2 separate regions of the Canis lupus genome follow, and region 1 is linked to region 2. Evidence: chromatin contacts called from public Hi-C data. All regions are on one chromosome and are shown on one strand. Each heading gives the region's core, a stretch centred on a gene start, on an enhancer-like site or on the middle of the called end of the contact. The rest is flanking DNA. Distances are from core to core; before and after follow the strand shown.

What was found. A called contact is a pair of places that touch in the nucleus more often than the background predicts.
Region 1: a Hi-C map of blood shows a contact between it and region 2, with 2.3 times the contacts expected there. The contact joins the enhancer-like site here to the promoter of HLTF in region 2. A contact is called at or near these places in 2 of 9 Hi-C or Micro-C datasets (both in blood).

What each region holds. Positions count from the first base shown.
Region 1 is chr23:44,484,660-44,487,359 of UU_Cfam_GSD_1.0, reverse strand. It overlaps HPS3 (Hermansky-Pudlak syndrome 3 protein), which reads right to left. Exons shown (of 14, transcript XM_038571184.1): 11 at 2,235-2,468. CP (ceruloplasmin) reads left to right here. Exons shown (of 22, transcript XM_038571174.1): 22 at 267-720. Among named protein-coding and RNA genes, the nearest start is that of HPS3, 28 kb to the right of the region's middle. Within about 2 kb of position 1,374, at least 5 of the 20 cell types and tissues checked have an H3K27ac peak or open chromatin away from gene starts, as enhancers often do. A contact at or near this core is called in blood, where this site is marked.
Region 2 is chr23:44,437,367-44,440,066 of UU_Cfam_GSD_1.0, reverse strand. It overlaps HLTF (helicase-like transcription factor), which reads left to right and starts at 1,355. Exons shown (of 25, transcript XM_038571167.1): 1 at 1,355-1,574. The coding sequence starts at 1,555.

The DNA.
Region 1 (2,700 bases), core at 125-2,624, 47 kb before region 2:
CTCCTCCCCTTTGCTTTGTCTACTTCGGGTACCAATGTAAATAAGTAATCTAAGAGCAGCAGGGGGCATTCTTTACAAAACAAAATTATTTAACATGCAAGGAATTTACTCATGGACGAATTTTAAATGTATCTTTAATTCCTGTCTATAAGATATCTGGTAATATAAATGAGGTTTGCTACTAAACCATTATAAATAAGAAGGTAAACTATTGTAATGTGTAATGTATAAGTTTAATTTAACTTATTATTCTATTTTCTCACCAGATCCTGTGATGTTCGCAATGGTATGGTGTCAGGGGGCTGCCTCTTGGATAATCTCCAGATGTACTGTGATGTGAGCTTGAAAAAGAGTTCCTGGAGAACCACATCTGGGAGACCTGCTACAAGCTGAGCTTCCCAAAGGTCTACCAAGAGCTGAGGAATTATATCTTCATCCTTGCCACAAAGTACCTTGAAAACAGTGGATCAAGCCCCCATATCCCAGATAAATATAGTATTGATCAAGTTACACCTAGTCTGAATAGCACTCCATCGTGTGGGCGATGCACTTAATAATTTATCATTAGCATTAATGACAAGGGGAAAGTAGATTCAGATATTTGAACAGAAAATAGATTCTTGATGGCATAAATGGAATTTTCTAGATACTTTTTTTTAATCTGTACTTTTATAAATTTGTTATGGGTAAGTCTTTTTTTAATAAACAAATGAAAACTCAGTCTCTTGTTCTGCTTCCTGTCCCCCACCAATTTTATCGGCCTATCCAGAACCATTACATTTTGAAAATGACAAACCTTAAAAAAGGAATCTGCTTCTTCAATTCCAATTTTGTTGTTCTTCTGTAAACCCAGAACTGCAGCCACAAGCAGTCCAGGCTGAGTGTCCTTCAAGTGTGCTGCAAGCTCAGTTGGAACAATCTGTCCCTTTCTCTGGTGCATCAGTAGCCGAGGTTCCAGAATGAAGCCACATACCAACTTCATCTTCAGATAAGATACTTAGGATCAAAATGTGCATTGCAGTCATCTTGAAAATATATGCCACTGCGCTCAAGGTTCATGGTTAAGCTATTAATATTTCAATGTCAACTTTTTCTTTAACTACAAAGCTCTTGCTTTAAGAAGGACATTGCTGTTAACTGTCTTTGAAGAAGTTATTAATATTTAAGCATCAGGATATCCTATTTTTATAGAGAGCCTTATATTTAAGTCTAGCTGTTTAAAAATAATATACCTTAAGAATATAAAAAGAATATTTCCTAAGAAAATTTATCTTTCTAAAATTGTACTCTTCAAAAGGAAGAGCACACCTCAATGTTGACTCGCTCTCTTCAGCATAACAAAACATGTCATTTGTACAATGATAAACCACTTCTGCTTTCTTGTTTTAGAAACTAACGTGATACTGTGGGCATTTGATCACAGGCAACAAAACAGCAGTATAGGAGCACAGGATCAAAAGTCATATTACCCGCTCCAAATCCTGGCTCAAACACTCACCAGCTATGTGATTTTGGACAACTCATCTCATTTATCCTCTCTTTGTCTTAGTTCCCTCATCTGTATAGTAGGTATAATAATAGCTTCTAACTTAGAGCATTGTTGTAAGAATTAGGTAAGATAGCATATGCAAGAGGGTTAGAAGAGACCTAGGAAGTAATGTGCTCAATTAACATTACCTTTTAATTTCTTCCCTTAATGTTTAACATCTTTGGCACATGGCCCTAAATGGGCTCTCTTTGAAAGAAAAACTTCCTTTTCCTTAATATATCATTCAAATACCAATGTTCCATCACGTAATTTGTAATTTTCCCAAGTGCAGGCCATTTCCTCAACTATTAGACTCCTAAGGCTCATGGTTAACTCACTTGCTGTACTTGAATACACAACACTCTATTCTGTTTCAGTGGACATACCATATCCCTCACACTAGACTAGACTGTCCCTTAGGGCAGAGCCTGTATATTCTTTAGTACCAAGTACTGTGCTCTGAAAGTACCTAACGCAAAGTTGAAAGGTCTTTGGATACCCGTTGCTCCCACTGATCATTATTTCTTTTCCATTTACCAGATCCAAAGCCCAAGCACTCCCACTCTGGGTCACTTCTTTTCTAACATTAAGTCTATTTTCCTTTATGACTAAGAAAAAAATGAACTAGGCAGAGGCCAGAAGGAAACACCTCAGGACTACCAGGTTCTGTTTCATCCTGCTGTTAATACCAAGCAGGGCACTGTACCTCTGGATGGCTTTTCATTTCATTTCTGTGCATGTCAAGATCTCCCATTTTCAGAGCCAGTGCTGCTTTGGTCAATGTCACTAAGATCGATGAAAACCCAGAAGTATCCAGCTTTCTTAGATAGCTCATGGCAGTTAGAGGATTAATATTCTTCATAGAAGGACTACAGAGAATATGGGGCAGTTGCTTTGGCTCAGCCACATGGAACATCTGAACGACTTTTGCTGCTAATTCCTTTGGTGAACATAAATAAGAAATAAAGGGTCAGTTAACCAACAGAAAGCAACAAAGTCAGGAAAAAAAAAAAAGCGATACAAAGCCAAGATATAAATTTCCAAATAAGATAAAATTATAACATTTGAATTAAAAAAAGACAGAGTTCGTGGTGATAATGTGGGAGACCTGAGATGACCTGACGTGATCTCTTTGCTGAGTTATAATGAAGAAAAAGCAGTGAAAATATGTA
Region 2 (2,700 bases), core at 106-2,605:
GTGTGACTGTGTGACTGTCAAAGATCAAAGAGTAGATGTACTTGTGAAGAGGTCAGTATTGACCCTTGCCCTTCCTAGAGTGGTCCATTTTACACTTCCTTCGGCACAGTATGAAGAGTAGTCAATAAGACAGCTTTTCAAGAGGCATTTGTTCATTGCCTTAAGCTATCCTCGTGAGCATGAACCAGTAATGGAAAGAGAGATCGAATTTGCAGGGATTTATTTCATTTCAGTAAACAGAAGGAAGATGATGAGGAAGACGAAAATGGTAGCTTTTTTTTTTTTTAAGATTTTATGTATTTATTCATGAGAGACACAGAGAAAGAGAGAAGCAGAGACACAGGCAGGAGGAGAAGCAGGCCCCATGCGGGGAGCCTGACGTGGGACTCGATCCCAGGTCTCTAGGTCACACCCTGGGCCAAAGGCAGGCGCCTAACAGCTGAGGCACCCGGGGACCCCCAACAGTGGCGTTTCTGATGAATTTATTTGCACCCAAAGTCCGGTTCTCCTCGGGCTCTCCTTAGGCTCCCGAGCCATCGGTGGAGCTCAGGGACTTCCTCTCACCTGCCCACCTGGGCCGCCAGGTGCTGCAGGCGAAGCTGGTTCCGCCCACCACGCCCGGGGGTCACCGGTCGCCGCCAGCCAGTCCCCCCGCCACCCATTTTAGGTCTGTCCTCTAACTCAGGAAATGAACATATTTCCCTTAGAAGAAGAAGAAGATGAAGAGGCAACTCCGGGGGGGGGGGGGAAGGGGGGGGAGTGTCAAAATTCATTTTAAAACAATATATTTTTACTTAACCTAAGGGGTCAACATTCCAGCCTCGAGTTCTCACAATTCGCTGCCGTGTCCCCTCAGATTTCGCTACCGACGCTCAAAACGAGTGGCTCGAGGGCAAGCGCCCGAGGTTCACCGCGGGAAACCGAGGGAAGTAACCCGGGAGCTCCGGGGCTCGGGAACCCGGGCGGCACGGGCCGCGTCAGATGAGAACGTAAGAGGTCGGCCGAGGTGACGCCTCAAGCCCGGGGCCGAGGCTTGGGGCCGAGGCTTGGGCCCGGGGCAAAGCGCGGGCAGCGGGGCCGCCTCCCAGGGCTTGAGGCTGGGTATCGGGCAGGAGGCGCGGGCGCCGCGGGTACGCCTCTCCGACTCCCGGGGCCGCGTGGCTTTCCCGCGCGCCCGCCTCGGGGGCGGGGAAGAACCCGGATGGAACCGCCCCTGCGGCCGGGACCCCCTACTGCCTTTGAATCCCTGCGTGGGGCGGAGTTGCCCTCCCTCCCGCGCTCTGATTGGTTCGTCTCCTTAGGCCCCTCCTCGCGATTGGGCGATCCCAGTGTCAGTCAGCGGGCGTCGCTGGTCTCTCAGCTTGTTGCTAGAAGGCGACGGCGTCGACGTCTGACTAGACTCGGCGGCGTCTCACTCCCGCCGGAGCGCTTCTCCTCCGGCGCTCGGCATCCGCCCGGTGCTCCTTGGCGGTGGGGCCTGCGGGGAGGAGTACTGAGGCGGCTCGAGGGCTCGCTGGGGCGCCCAAGCCTTCGGTCCGTCAGCGGCTCAGCGCCATGTCCTGGATGTTCAAGAGGTGAAGGGGGCGGGGGCGGGGCGCAGGGGGTAACGGCCTGTCGGCGTCCCCAGATGAACCTGACCTTCCCCGCGCTCCCGCCGCAGCTCGTGGGCGTCCTGCCGGCGGCTCCCCTCGCCGCGGGAGAAGTGAATGCCCAGTGCTGGCTGGCGAGGGGGGCTCCCCGGGCGGGCCGCAAGCCAGGGCCTGGGGGGGGGTCTCTCGCCCGAGGGCCGTGGAGGGGGGGGCGGGGCTCGGGGCGCCGCTCCTCGGCCGAGATGCTGCCTGAGCTTCACTCAGGAAACACCCGTTAGATGCTCCCCGTGCGCTCTCGGCGGTTGCGCGGAATAAAGGGCCGATCCCGCCCGGCCGCGTCCCCCGGCGGCTCCCAGGCCCGGTGCCTGCGCCGACATGGAGACGCCGTGTGTGCGGTGCGGCCGGAGCGGGGTACGCGGCGCACGGGAAAAACGCGGGGAAACAGCTCCCCGGCGACCTCGGGAGCCCGGAAACTCGGAGGGAGCCCCTCAGCGCACTTCCCCTTATTTTTCATTCTCCACAGCGGTTTTCGGGCCTGTTGCAGAAAGTTACCCGTGAGGGGAGGGAGGAGGGTACCCTTGAGGCAAAGGGGAGCGAGCGACAGGCCGGAGGGAGGGTCACTCCCCCCACCCCCACCCCACGACCTGCCTGAAACCACGGGTTCTGTTTGGAGAGAATTATTATTATTTATTTTTATTATTATTTTTTTTTGTTTGGAGATAATTGAAATAGCGGATGCTGGATGCAGTCTCCGTCACCGTGTAAATGGCGTCACATGTAATAACAGCCCCACATTTGCAAGTTGTTTCTGGTTCGTTGGTTTTTTTTTTTTTTTTCCTTTTTTCTTTTTTTTAACCGGCGTTTGGTGTGTGGTTAAGAGTCAGACACCTCGTATATATTTCGGTTTCAATAGAAGATCATCACGAGGAAGTAGATCTGTTGAACCCTTGTTGGGAGTTTTCGTTTTGAAATACTGGGTGGGTAGAAGAGGCATCGCTGAACAGGTAGGGTTCCTGGCGGCCTTCCCTGCTCGCTCCAGTCCCTGCTTTACGCATAGTAACGCTCTCAATCTTTTTTTTTTTTTTTTTTTTTTTATTTTTAGGATTTTATT